Regions from separate parts of the Sus scrofa genome. Here all the other regions are linked to region 3. A link is a contact called in public Hi-C data. All regions are on one chromosome and are shown on one strand. The core of a region is the stretch at or near the end of the contact, and the rest is flanking DNA. Distances in the headings are between cores, read along the strand shown. Region 1 holds the start of SIGLEC11 (sialic acid-binding Ig-like lectin 11). Region 2 overlaps MYH14 (myosin-14). Region 3 holds the start of IZUMO2 (izumo sperm-egg fusion protein 2).

Evidence for each region. Hi-C and Micro-C count contacts between places; a contact is called where the count stands out from the background.
Region 1: a Hi-C map of embryonic fibroblasts shows a contact between it and region 3, with 5 times the contacts expected there. The contact joins the promoter of SIGLEC11 here to the promoter of IZUMO2 in region 3. A contact is called at or near these places in 1 of 5 promoter capture datasets (liver), 23 of 47 Hi-C or Micro-C datasets (adipose tissue, alveolar macrophages, blood and 13 more) and 1 of 2 datasets of contacts at active chromatin or transcription factors (alveolar macrophages).
Region 2: a Hi-C map of skeletal muscle shows a contact between it and region 3, with 3 times the contacts expected there. The contact joins the enhancer-like site here to the promoter of IZUMO2 in region 3. A contact is called at or near these places in 11 of 47 Hi-C or Micro-C datasets (brain, embryonic fibroblasts, heart right ventricle and 2 more) and 1 of 2 datasets of contacts at active chromatin or transcription factors (skeletal muscle).

What each region holds. Positions count from the first base shown.
Region 1 is chr6:54,962,464-54,966,878 of Sscrofa11.1, forward strand. It overlaps SIGLEC11 (sialic acid-binding Ig-like lectin 11), which reads left to right and starts at 1,545. Exons shown (of 10, transcript XM_013998680.2): 1 at 1,545-1,697; 2 at 1,780-2,586; 3 at 2,781-2,828; 4 at 3,812-4,069; 5 at 4,164-4,275; 6 at 4,277-4,328; 7 at 4,330-4,415. The coding sequence starts at 1,923.
Region 2 is chr6:55,133,024-55,137,832 of Sscrofa11.1, forward strand. All of the region lies in intron 10 of MYH14 (myosin-14), which reads left to right. Among named protein-coding and RNA genes, the nearest start is that of MYH14, 38 kb to the left of the region's middle. Within about 2 kb of position 1,283, at least 21 of the 83 cell types and tissues checked have an H3K27ac peak or open chromatin away from gene starts, as enhancers often do. A contact at or near this core is called in liver and skeletal muscle, where this site is marked.
Region 3 is chr6:55,067,012-55,071,790 of Sscrofa11.1, forward strand. IZUMO2 (izumo sperm-egg fusion protein 2) reads right to left here and starts at 2,926. Exons shown (of 6, transcript XM_021094780.1): 1 at 2,150-2,926; 2 at 1,880-1,954. The coding sequence starts at 2,705.

The sequences.
Region 1 (4,415 bases), core at 295-2,794, 110 kb before region 3:
GCTGTAGCCACTGGCCTACGCCAGAGCCACAGCAACGCGGGATCCAAGCCGCGTCTGCAACCTACACCACAGCTCACGGCAACACCGGATCGTTAACCCACTGAGCAAGGGCAGGGACTGAACCCGCGACCTCATGGTTCCTAGTCGGATTCGTTAACCACTGCGCCACGACGGGAACTCCTGGTGTGTGCTATCTTATGGCAACCCAAAGCTAATACATTCAGCAAGAATGTGTGTGACAGCATGTACAGAGCACAAACCTGGATGGAGTTTTTGTGCCTGTGTGTGCCCTTTTTTTTTTTTAAGGGCCAAACCCATGGCATATGGAGGTTCCCAGGCTAGGGGTCAAATCGGAGCTGTAGCCGCTGGCCTATGTTACAGCCATAGCAATGCAGGATCTGAGCCTTGTCTGCGACCTACACCACAATACACTGGATCCTGAACCTACTGAGCAAGGCTGGGGATTGAACCTGTATCCTCATGGATGCCAGTCAGATTCGTTTCTGCTGAGCCACGACAGGAACTCCTGACCACCGTTTTTATTGGAGCCTCTTGCAGGTTGAATTGCTTCCTTCCCAAAGACGAATCCTGGATTATGTAGTCTTTTGTGTCTGGCGTCTTTGGCTTGGCGTAATCTTTTGAGGGCCCTCACATTGTAGTGTGTGTCAGGGCTGCATTCCTGTTGACGGCTGAGTAATATTCCATTGTGTGGCTGGACCACATTTTGTTCATAGTATTTTTTATTTGCTAGTTAATATCCAATCCATAGGGCTTGATGGGGGTAGGGGGTGGGCAGTAGAGACCCTCACAGGCGCTCACCTCTCAGCTCACCACACCCCTCCCCTTCCTGTACCCAGCTGGAGGCATGCAGGGACAGGGCGGGGGGGAGTGGGGCAGAGAGCCTGTCCCTGGATGCAAGACATCCCCAGATCACCTGCGTGTGATCCAAGGTTCTGATTCCCCCGGTGCCTCCTCCTTATCCCATTAGACTTTATTCACAAAGTGCAAATCCAAAGATAAAATTATTGGGAATTTCAAGATGGCAACCTCAGTTCATCAAACCCCAGGCCCTTCTGAGCCTGGGGCCTTGTGCCGTAATTTCTTAATGTGGAGCCCAGGGCCTTGTGTGGACACACACTCGGCCCCAAGACAGGTGCGGGGTCAAGGGGTTGAGGGTCCTTGGGGAGCCTGAGGAGGACATTGGGTTTGGGGTCATACAGGGAAAGGCAGGAGTTGGGAGGCCCTCCTCTGTCCCCAGCACCTGCATAGAGTAGAGAGATGTTTGCTGGCGCACGAATGAGTGAGTGAATGAATAAGTGAGTGAGGGAATCCCTGCCTCCAGCACCTCACCTGGCGCCCTTCCTCACCTGTTTGCCTTCAGAGCCCCATTCCCGGCACTGCCCTCCCCCTAGGCTGAGCCCTGCAGGCTCCCCCCGCCACCCCCCGCCCCCTGCCCTGATGCCTCCATCCATGAAAGGAGAAGTCAGAAGAGATGTATTCCAGACCTCTGCGATTCTGAGCTTCCTCTTTTGCTCTTTTGCAGATAGGCAGTGCCCCTTCTCCCCCAGAAGCTTCCTGTTGGAGCTTCCTTCTAGGACAGACAGGCAGGTCCAGAAGGTGGACAGTCCTGAGAAGTCCTGACCCCATGGACGTGAAGATGCTGCCGCTGCCGCTGCTGCTGCTCTTGCTGCGCATGGGTGAGCGGTAGGTGGGGAGAGGGGGTCCGGGGCTGGGGCGGGGGCTGGGGCTGCAGCTGAGCCTCTGTGTCCCTGCCCCCAGTGTCCCCGCAGAGGGACCCATGGTACCAGCTCCAAGTGCAGGAATCTGTGACAGTGCCGGAGGGTCTATGCGTCCTTGTGCCCTGCACCATCTCCTAACCCTGGACGGGCTGGAATGACGCTACTCCCGCCTACGGCTACTGGATGCGGAAAGAGGAGAAACCCCAAAATGATGTCATTGTGGCCACAAACCACCCCGTCAGGGCCGCACAAAAGAGGAGGAAATTCCCATTCGACCTCTCCGGGGACCCCGGGGCCAACAACTGCTCCCTGAGCATCAGAGACGCCAGGAAGAGGGACAGTGGAAGCTATTATTTTCAGCTGGTGAGAGGAGCTGAGGTGAAATACAGTTTCAGACGTAGTCTGCTCACTGTGAACGTGACAGGTACAGAGTGGTCCCCAGGAACTGACCACAGCAGGGGGCGAGCGAGAGGTGGTCCCTGCCTCTCATCTCTAAGGGGGATAGTGACAGATCAGGGTTGGGCCCCCGCGGGGGTCCCCTCTGGGATCTGGCCTCTCCCTCTTTCCTCTCCAGCACTGACATGGACCCCTGATATCTACATCAAGGAGCCCCTGGCATCTGGCTCCGGCAGCCACCTGACGTGCTCCCTGCCAGGCGCTTGTGACTGGGCCACGCCCCCCACCATCTCCTGGATGGGGGCTGCCCCGGACGCCTCAGCTGCCTCTAACTCCTCAGAGATCCTGCTCACCCCCCGCCCCCAGGACCATGGCACCGACCTCACTTTCCGGGTGACCTTCCCCAGGGCTGGTGTGAGCACGGAGTGGACCCTCCAGCTCAACGTGTCATGTGAGCGCAGGACCTGGGATGGCGGGCACCTGCGGGGGGGCGGGATGGGCGCTGGCGGCCCAGAGGCCAGGGGCCTGGGAGGGGTGGCGGGGAGGAGGCAGGCCCTGTTCTGCTTTGCTTCCTATTTCTGCACTTCCCCCGGGATGGGGTTGGGGGAGGAAAGCCAGCTCTGACTCCCTTCCTCACTGCTCTAGATGCTCCCCGGAACCTGGCCATCGGCATCTCTCGAGGAAATTGCACAGGTAGGACGCAAGGGCCCTGGGGACACAGGGAGAGGAGAGCCCCCATTCACTCTTAGGCAAGATTATTTTTACCTGATTCACTATGTGCAAAGACGATTTGTCACACATAGGCAAGTTATGTGGAGACACCACAGAATGCGCAGCTGGGGAGTTCCTGTCGTGGCGCAGCAGAAACGAATCTGACTAGGAACCATGAGGTTGCGGGTTCCATCCCTGCCTCGCTCAGTGGGTTAACTATCTGTGGTGTAGATTGCAGACGCGGCTCAGATCTGATGTTGCTGTGGCTGTGGTGTAGCAGCTGTAGCTCCGACGTGACCCCTAAAAAGAATGAACAGCTGGGGAATCACCACCCCAAGTAAGAACTAGATCAATGACCCCAACTTTGAAGCAGCTGATTTTAGCCCCTTCCTTCTGACTTCAGACGAAGCCACTACACGCAACACAGAAGTTTGTGTGATTCTTTTTACTGATTTTGTTTTATTTATTTATTTATTTGTCTTTTGAGGGCCACACCCACGGCATATGGAGGTTCCCAGGCTAGGGGTCCAATCAGAGCTGTAGCTGCTGGCCTACACCACAGCTCACTGCAATGCCTGATCCTTAACCCACGGAGCAGGGCCAGGGATGGAATCTGAGTCCTCATGGATACAAGGTGTAGAGATACCTTTTTTTTTTTTTTTGGCTGAGGACCCCCGCCCCTGCATGTGGAAATTCTCTGGCCAGGGATCGAACCTGTGCCATAGCAGGAACCCAAGCTGCCGCTGCAGTGACAATGCTAGATCCTTAACCCACAGCGCCACAAAAGAACTTCTTACTTATAAAACTTTAAATTGAAGTATAGCTGTTTTACAATGTTGTGTTAATTTCTGCTGTGCAGTACAGGGGCTCAGTTACACACATACACACATTCTTTTTCATACTCCTTCTTTTTGGCCACGCCTGCAGCATGCAGAAGTTCCTCTGTCTCTGTCTCTTTCCTCCAGAGCTGAAATACCTGGGGAATGGCTCATCTCTTCCTGTCCTGGAAGGGGAATCTCTGTGCCTGGTCTGCGTCGTTGACAGCACCCCCCCGGCCACACTGAGCTGGGCCCGACGGGGCCGGACCCTGAGCCCCTCGCAGCCCTGGAACCCCGGGGTCCTGCAGCTGCCCCGGGTGGAGTCGGGCCACGAAGGTGAATTCACGTGCGGAGCTCAGCATCTTTGGGGATCCGTGCACGGCTCCCTGCATCTCTCTGTGCAGAGTGAGCTGGGAGGAGGGAAAACACCCCGGGGGAGAGGATGCTCGGGTCCAGGGGAGGGGAGGGGCCCCCTGACCCATCTCCTCCCTCCGCGCAGACCCCCCGAAGCTGCTGGGTCCCTTCTGCTCCTGGGAGGATGAGGGTCTGCACTGCAGCTGCTCCTCCCAAGCTCAGCCCGCCCTCTCCCGGCGCTGGCGGCTGGGGGAGGGACCTGGACCGGAATCTCAGCAACGCCTCCATCAAGGTCACCTCTGGCTCCACCGGGGCCCTGGGCCAACAGCTCCCTGAGCTTCCGCGAGGGCCTCAGCTCCAGCCTCAGACTCAGCTTCGAGGCCCAGAACGTCCACGG
Region 2 (4,809 bases), core at 33-2,532, 64 kb after region 3:
GAGGGCGGGCACTGGTGCTGTTGGGAAGAGCATTCTAGGCAGGGGGAACAGCATGTGCAAAGGCTCTGAAGGAAAAGCATGGTGTGTTTGAGGCATTGAAACTTCTCGCATGGGAGTTCCCACCGTGGCTCAGCAGTTAATGAACCCGACTAGCATCCATGAGGATGTGGTTCAATCCCTGGCCTCGTTCAGTGGGTTAAGGATCTGGCGTTGCCGTGAGCTGTGGTGTAGGTCGCAGATGCGGCTTGGATCCTGCGTTGCTGTGGCTGTGGTGTAGGCTGACATCTAGAGCTCTGATTCGATCCCTCACCTAGGAACTCCATATGCTGTGGTGCGGCCCTAAAAAGATACGCACAAAAAAAACAAAACTTCTTGAATGGATTCAACTAGGGCATGACGGAGGGAAGTGGGCAGATGGAGCCACAGAGGCAGGTGGGGCCTCAAATGCCAGCCCGAGGGGCTGGGGCTTTGCCCTGAGGGCACTGGGGAGCCACGGGAGAGCTGGGAACAGTGGAGGGGCAGCTCTGGGCAGATGGAGGATGGATGAGGCCAAGAAGAGGCTGAAGCAAGGGTGCAGGGAAGAACCTGACCCTGGCCTTGGGTCTGCCCTGGTCAGTCTGGACTTGGGGCGCTCAGCCCATCACCCCGTGTTATGCTGCTTTGCCCCCACCTCTCTTGCCAGACAGCACGTTTTGGCAGTGGTTGTCTTCTCCGCTTGGGGCAGCATCACCTGATCCCTGTCTTCAGCTTTACAGGCACGACGGGAGCAAACCTCCCCTTTTTGTAGGACGCCCATCCTGTTTTTGTTTTTGTTTTCATTCTTTTCCGGCCGCCCGCAGCATATGGCGTTCCTGGGCCAGGAATCAGTTTCGAGCCATATTTGCAACCTAGGCTGCAGCTGGCCACCGATCCCTTTGCGCCTCAGCGGGAACTCCCATCCTATTTGATGAGGGGCCACCCTACTCCGGGGCAACCTCTTCTCTGAACTAATTACATCTGTGCCCACCCAGGACCCCAAATCAGGTCACATTCTGAGAGGTTCTGGGGGTTAGGACTTCATGGTGGCTTTGGGGTCAGGGAGACAGGATTCTACGCATAGCGGTGTACGTGGCGGGGATGTCAGTCTTTCTGTCGGCTGCCTGGCAGTTCATCAGATGAGCTGAGATTCCTCTCAGCCGACCCAGGGAGAAAGACCCGGATTTCCAGGCCAAGCAGGGGCAGGGCCGGGTCTCCTTCCCCTCCGGTCCGTCCGGAAGCTGCCAACGGGGAGGGCTGGAGACCAGTGCCAGCTCGGCTGTCCACACAGGCTGCCAGCAGGCTGGCCTCCTCGGGCGAATTGACACAGGGTCTCGGGCCTCCCCGGCTGGATTTCCCGGCGGCCACGGTTGCATAACTGCCCCGCCCGCCTATCCCCCGCGCTTCTCCCCGGCAGCTGACAAACAAATTCAGATGGAGGCCACCGGTGGGGGCCGGGGCCCCTCAGGTCCCGCCTGGCCTCCTGATACGGGTCACCTCAAGTGACCCTCCCGGCAGCCGCCCTGCCTTGTACTAGGCGCAGACAGCAGCTCCGAGTTTTGCAATCTCGAAACAAAAATTTTGAAGCGAGGTATGCGTGCAGTGGCGTCATCCAAGTACAATCAAAGGTCATCGCTTGAAGTCCGAGCTCCCCCCCACCCCACCCCCAGGCCTGGTTTTCAAGCCTCCTGCATGTGCTTTCAGAAACATTTTACCCACATTAAGAAAAAACATCCATGGAGCTCCCATTGTGGTTCAGGGGGTTAAGAACCTGACTAGTATCCACGAGGACGTGGGTTTCATCCCTGACCTCATGCAGTGGGTTCAGGATCTGGTATTGCCGGAACTGCAGTGTAGATCGCAGATGTGGCTCAAATCCTGTGTTGCTGTGGCTGTGATGCAGGCCGGTAGTTCTAGCTTCGATTCACCCCCTCGCCTGGGAACCTCCATATGCCGCAAGTGCAGCCCTAGAAGGACAAAAAGCCTTTTGGTATTCCCCAGCGCCAGGGCTGATGAGTTCAGCCATGCTCTTGATTGAAATGTTGTGTATTTCTCTCCTGATTTAAAAGTTCCCTGACGTGGGCCCCACCCTCCCTGACCTTCCTCCCCGGCCCAGATGCACCAACTAAAAGACACCTGAGGAGTTCCGGTTGTGGCGCAGCAGAAATGAATCCGACTAGGAACTCTGTATGAGGTTGTGGATTCGATCGCTGGTTTCTCTTTAGTGGGTTCAGGATCTGGCGATACTGTGAGCTGTGGTGTAGGTCACAGACGTGGCTCGGATCTGGCATTGCTATGGCTGTGGCGTAGGCCAGCGGCTGTAGCTCTGATTAGACCCCTGATATATGGGAGCCTCCATGTGCCACAGAGGTGGCCCTAACAAGCAAAAAAAAAAAAAAAAAAAAAAAAGCTCTTAGCTCAGCACCCTGTGCTGCTGCGTTTTGTCACTCTCCCACTGAACAGTATGTTTTGGCAGTGACTCTGTTTTTGTAGGAATAGGTGAACTTCAGTCTTTTTTTGTGGTTGAGGAAGGTGTCACTGCTTAGATGAATTGTGATTTTTTTTTTTTTAATAGTGGCACCCATGGCATATGGAAGTTCCTGGGCCAGGGACTGAATCTGAGAAGCCGTTTTGATCTATGCCCCGGGCAACACTGGATCCTTTAAGCCACTGCCTCAGGTTGGGGAGTGAACCTAAACCTCCCTGCAGCAGCCCAAGCCACTGGGGTCAGATTCTTAACCCGCTGCACCACAGTGGGAACTCCAACTTTTGATTCTTGGAACCAATCTGTCCTTTGCAGACACACCCTTAGAGCAGGTGTATCCCAGCGCTGTTGGAATGAGCCTCCCCCCAAAAAAAGGTTCCAAGAATATCGGTAATTGTGCTCATGGATGAACAGAACTGTAGGATCAACTCTCAGCCACAAAATACCAGGTCCCAGGAGTGGTGCAACTTTTGGTTTTATCCTGCTTGAAAGGAAATTTAACAGCTTTAGAGATATCATTCATATCCCGTAACATTCACGTGTACAAGTCAGAGTTCCCTGGTGGCTCAGCCGGTTAAGGATCCAGCGTTGTCACTGCTGTGGCTCTGGTTACAGCTGTGGTATGGGTTTCATCTCTGGCCTGGGAATTCCACATGCCACAGTGAGACCAAAAAAAAAAAGAAAAAAAAAATATATATGTATATATACACAAATCAGTGGCTTTGGAGTTCCTGTTGTGGCGCAGTGGAAACGAATCTGACTAAGAACCATGAGGTTGTGGGTTTGATCCCTGGCCTCACTCAGTGGGTCAAAGATCCAGTTTTGCCGTGAGCTGTGGTGTAGGTCGCAGACCCAGCTCGGATCCTGTGTTGCTGTGGCTCTGGCGTAGGCCGGTGGCTACAGCTTCGATCAGACGCCTAGCCTGGGAACATCCATATGCCACAGGTGTGGCCCTAAAACAAACAACCCCCCCCCCAAATCAGTGGCTTTTAGTACTGTCACAGAGTTGTGCAGGCCATTGCCACAGTCAATTCTAGAAACACTTTCAGTGGCCAAAGAGGGTAACTTTCACCCCTTTGCCAGTTTCCATCGCCAGCTCCTGGCAGCCAGGGATCTGCCTCCTGTGTCCACAGACTTTCCTCGCCTGATGTTTTCCTGCAAGTGGAATCCTCTAAGACGTCCTCTTCTGTGGCTGGCTGCCTTCCTTTTTACTGCTGAGTAATTTTGGTGTTTATCTTTTTATTCTGGAACATTTCAAACACCTGTGCACGTGAGAGCTGAAGGTCATGAACCCCTGAGAGCTGGCATCAGATCCGACAATCACGGCCTCATGACTTCTTGGCTTTCAGCTCTACCTGCCCCCAGCCTCACCCCGACTCTGTTTTTTAAATTGTACTGAAGCCACCTCGTCACCGTCCAGAAGGTGGCGCTCGTTTCCATATTCTCCAGTGGGGTTTCAGGAGCACCTGTTTCCCCACTTGCACGCTAGCAACCACTCTCCTAAGCTGCTTTGTTGTTGCTGGCGTGGCAGGTGGATGGGCTCTCATAACAGTTTGAGGATTTTTTTATTTTATTTTTTTGGGCCTCGGTGTGCAGCAGCTTGATGTGGGATCTCCGTTCCCAGACCATGGATTGAGCACAGGGGTGAAAGTGCTGAATCCTAGCCACTAGACCACCAGGAAACTCCCCCATAACAGTTTGATTTTGTGTCTCACTGACAAGGAGTGGGGCTGGCCAATCACCTTTTCCTAGACCCTCCTTTTGACAGAAGAGGAGACAGAGGTCCAGGGAGATGGGGTGTCTGCTCTAGGACTCACAGCAGTTGACAAGATGGGGTGGAACCTGGATCTTCCTTAAAAGCCAGTCTGTGAATCCATTCCCAGAGAGGCAAGTGGGTGCCTCAGGTCGCCCAAGGGAAGCCCAGGGTGGAGAGCATGGGGCCCAAAGGAGGCAGGACCTCCATCCCCTCCCCACGTCCCGTCCCCATTGGTGACATAAATGCCACCAGGGAGGTTGAGCGGGAAGCCTGGCACGCAGGGAGACGAGCTCCCACTCACATGAGGCCGACACGGCGTCACCAGCCCCACACCTTCGCCAACTCGGACTGGGGCAGCTGATCTGAAGTCACCCGTGAAAGCTGACTGCCAACTCCGTAGGCGTCGGGTCCACCCCAGTGCTTGGCTTCAGTGCGGGTTCCTCGGCCAACTGTAAAAGGCCATTTTAAAGGCCGCTGGAGGAACCGGAGTCTGGGCTGGGTCTGAGCTGGGGTTAGGGATGAATGGTCGTTCAGTTTGTTAGGGGCGATGACG
Region 3 (4,779 bases), core at 1,676-4,175:
TTCCTGGTGGCAGCTTTGGGCCACATGGGAGCGACTTGACCTCTGGGGGAGGGGCTGGAGACAGAATAACTACAAGCAGCCACTTGGGGGCCCTCTGCCTATGTAACCAACCCCCAATAACATAAGAATATAATAATAGGTGGTAAAATCATTGGCCTGGGCTTTTCAGAAACGTCATTGTCATAAAAGGCAACCGAATGCAACCACGTGATCCCACAACAGACCCAGGATTGAAAGAAAACCAGCAGTGAAGGGCGTGCTTGCGACAACTGGGGACATTGGAACGCGGACTGAACGTTAGACACAAACCCATGGGATTGATGTGAAATTTCTATTACACCCCTTGCTGAAGGTGAGCCAGGCTTTGAACCCAGAGCAGCCCACCCTTGGGGCCTCCACTGTAATTCCATACCTCTCTCAAAGGTCTGAAATGAGAACCCAACCTCCCCGTTTGTCCTCAAGCTGAGAAGAGAACTTTTGGAGTTTAATTTTAAGTCTCCAGGAAGAGACCTGAGAGTAGTCAAAACATTTAGTTTTGGACAGTTTATTGACATGTAACTCACATACTGTATAATTTACCCATTTAAAATGTACAATTCAGCGGCCGCTGCCAGAAAAAAAAAAAAAAGTGTACAATTCGACGGCTTTTAGACTATTCACAGAGCTGTGTGGCTATCGCCACGATTTTAAAATATTCAGTAGCCCCCTCCTTAGCATGCAGTGTTTTCTTTTTTTTTTTTTTTTCCCATTTTTTTGGGGGGGAGGTGTTTCCCCCCCCCGGCCCTGGGCATATGGAGGTTCCCAGGCTAGGGTATTGAATCCGAGCTGTAGCCGCCGGCCTATGCCAGAGACACAGCAATGCGGCATCCAAACCGCGTCTGTCACCTACATCACAGTTCACAGCAACGCCGGATCCTTAACTCACTGAGCAAGGTCAGGGATCGAACCTGCAACCTCATGGTTCCTAGTCGGATTCGTTAACCGCTGCGCCACGACGGGAACTCCAATAAGAGCAATTCTTAAAAATGGGATAAATTTAATTTTTAATATAATTAAAATGAGTATTTCCCCCAATTATATGACTATTATGTGTATTATGTGTTCGGTATTAAAACGGGGTGGGGGGGAGGGAAGGAAAAGAAATAAAAAACGATCGCCGTTTGCTAAGCACAGGGAAGACAAGCACATAGCACCTTCAGTCCCCTTCTCCTAGGTCAGCAGACGTCAGTATACTGATTTCACCCCCTCCCCACCCCTCTTTTAGGGCTCTTCTTTTTTTTTATGGCCACATTCAAGGCCACATGGGAGCGACTTGACCTCTGGGGGAGGGGCTGGAGACAGAATCCCCTCCGGGTCAGGGATTGAACCCTCACCAGAGTAAGGGCCCTCACCACAGTAGTGACAAGGCCAGGTCCTTAACCCACCGAGCCACCAGGGAGCTCCTAGGGCTCACTTTATACAAACGCACACACATTTCATAAGATACATTTTTTGCTTTTTAGGACCGCTCTGCTCCTCCCTGCTCAATCCCTCAAGGTGGGGTTTACGGAGCTTAGATCCCTCCCCTACCGCGGTCCTCAGGGCCCGCTACTGCCCACTGCTGTCTCAGGTTCGAAATCCTCAGCTCTGTAGTTCCCAGCTGTGCGACTTTGGAGCACGCCGCCTGTCTTAGCCTCAGCCTCCCCCTCTATAAACGGCAGATCACCATAGGGCCTCCCTTGATGAACTGTCCTAGACTCTTCTAGAACCCTGCCAGACACACACTAAAGGCTATACGCGTGTTTGCTTTTATTTTTATATGACGAGAAGGCATGGTGCACAGGTGGAAAAGGAGGCGGCGGAAGGGGGCTGGGAAAAGGCTTTCCCACTTAGCTCCTACCTCTCAGAGAATTAACCTTTAAGCTGTTTGTTTGATTCTTGATAAAGGACGCCACAAGGTCCAGCTGTTCTATCCCTGGGGCGAGAAGGGAGGAAATTCCAGTGGGTCCCTCCATCTCCCTCCGGGACGGGCCCCGCCCTTCCCCTCTTGGGGGCGGAGCCCCCAGAGCCATCATCTCCCCCGCCCGAGGCTACCCGGCTGGTCTCTTTGCCCCCCACCCCCGCCCCCGCCCCCGCCCCCGGACTGGGCACCACCCCCCTCAGTACGCACCCACTCTCCCCACAAAGGCATTCAGCGCGTAGTCTCGGAAGAAGGGCCCCTCCATGCCCAGCAGCAGGGCCTGAGCGCGGGCCCGCAGCTGCTGTACTTGGAAGCGGCTGGGGATGAGAGCGACACGCAGCTGGCTCAGGGCCTCCAGCACCGAGAGGTCACACTGCAGGCAGCCCCAGCCTCGGCGGGCGCTCAGGCCCAGGAGCAGCAGAAGGGCCAAGGCCGGAGGCATGGCGGAGGCCTTTGTGACGTCACAGAGAGAACCCGGCAGGCTCCTCCCCCAGGCAGGGGCGGAGTCAGGGAGGCCCAAGGAGAAACGCTCGCGTGCGCAGGCGCGTGCTTGCAGAGCACCTACTATGTGCCAGGCACGGGACTGGGAGCGAAGGAGAGAGTCTCGAAAAACAGAGGCCTCTGCCCAGGCTTCTTCGCGTTTACGGTCATTTTTTTCAACATATGCGTATTGAGCACCTACTGTGTGCCAGGTGCTGTTCCAGGAGCTGGGGTTAGAGCTGAGAAAACCACAAAAATCCCTGCTGTTTTCACCACTTACATTCATTAGTTCAACATATATTTACTGAGCACCTCTTACCGGCCAGTCCCTGTTCTAGGCCCGTGATGGATCACTGAGGCAAGTATTTATTATGGCCCCAACCCCTAGGAAGGAATCTGACATACAACAGTCAATAAATATTTGAGGGCGTTCTAGTTTTGGCTCAGAAGGTTACAAACCCAACCAGTATCCATGAGCATGCGGGTTCGATCTCTGGCCCTGCTCAGTGGGTAAGGGGATCCAGCGGTTGCCCTGAGCTGTAGTGTGGCTTAGACCCACACTGCAGCCAGTCGGACCCCTAACCTGGGAACTTCATATGCCTCAGGTGCTGTCCTAAAAAGCAAATAAATAAATCAATATTTGGAAAAAAGTCATTTTCCATTTCTGTCTGTTTCCTCCTCCCTAAAATGAGGATAAAAATATACCTACCTTATCCCAAGGGTGCAGTGGTGTTCCCTGGTGTCCCAACAGTTTAGGATTTCTCACTGTCACTGCTGTGAATGGGATTTGATCCCTGGCCTGGGAACTTCTGCATGCCATGAGCACGGCCAACAAACAAACAAATAAACAAAAAACCCACAAACGAAAAACCCCAAAACAAAAACCGAAATCCGAACTGTAAACTGTAAAACAAAAAACCCCAAAACAAAAACCGAAATCTGAACTTTAAATTGTATTGGGCTGTAATGGATTTAAACGTAGATTGCAAAAAATGGATTCTCAATTCAGTTATTGAGACTGCCTTAAACATGTTTGGAAGAACTGAAGTATGTGAATCTACTACTTCAGCTGTAAAAGGTATGAAATCTAAAAAGAGAGAAAGTGTCATTAATGAAAAAATCAGTGTCGGAATTGACCTGTGCTGTCCTAAGATCATTTTAAAGGTTCAGTGTAATAAAAGGTAAAAAACTTTTTTTATATTAGTTGCACTTTGAAGTGATACTATTTTGCTGTATTGAGTTAAATAGAATATAATTAATGTCACTGTCCATTTTTACCTTTTTCATGTGGCCAGCAGAAATCTGATTACTTAGGGGGTTTGAATTATATTTAAATTGAACATCGCTGGCCTCGCACATAATGATGCTTAATAGGTATCACTTGAAGTGAATCAGATGTGATTAAATTAATTGGGGTATAAAGGGGAGAATCACTTAAGGTGTCATGGGGTGCTCCCTGAGTCTTTCTCCCCATTAACCTCATTGAATTTAATCACATCTGATTCACTTCAAATGATCCCCATTAGGCCTCATCCCTGTGCTTGGCAGGAGAGAAACAGGAGAGAATTTCGCTTGGGTGTGATCACCGTCTTGTGGTCTAATCAGCCCATGACACCTTAAGTGATTCTCAACCAAAGCCCCCAGTTAATTTTATCCCAGCGAATTCAATGCACATGACACCTACTAGGCACCAACTGCATGCTAGGCCACAAATAGAGGAGAGAATTTCAATCGGGGGACTTCACAAGCCTCATTTGAGCCATTATCTACCAGCATGAGCTCCTGAACATGGGACCGAACCAAGAGCTTCCCAAACGCTGTGCAAGGAAACATACCACCATCTGAAAAACCTGCATAACTCAGTTAACTATTATTTTGCAAGTGAGCAATACGTGATGTGACAAAATCACTTTAAGTGATTCTCCCCTATAGCCCCCAGTTAAGTGATCCCAGCGAATTCAACGCACATGACACTTATTAGGCACTTGGCCCCCAGTTAATTGGTCCCAGGTAATTCAATGCACATGACACCTATGGGCGAAAGAGCCATTCAAAGTGCAATACAAACTTAATTGTATTTAAGTACATGAAAAGTTCATGGGCAAGGTTTCAGGTTCCAAACTGAAAGGGCCTTTAAACTTCGTCAAATTTTGGTGTGATAGTAAAGCACATCCACAATTATCGGAGGAAGACATTGCAATACACCTCTGCTTCCCAATCTCCTCCCAAATCTTATCTGAGTGAGACCAGATTCTCATCAAACAAAACACTGTATGGCAGAATGAATGCAGAAGCCGGTATGAAAATCCAGTTATATTCTATTAAACTAGAAATTAGAGATTTGCAAAAATATTTTTTAA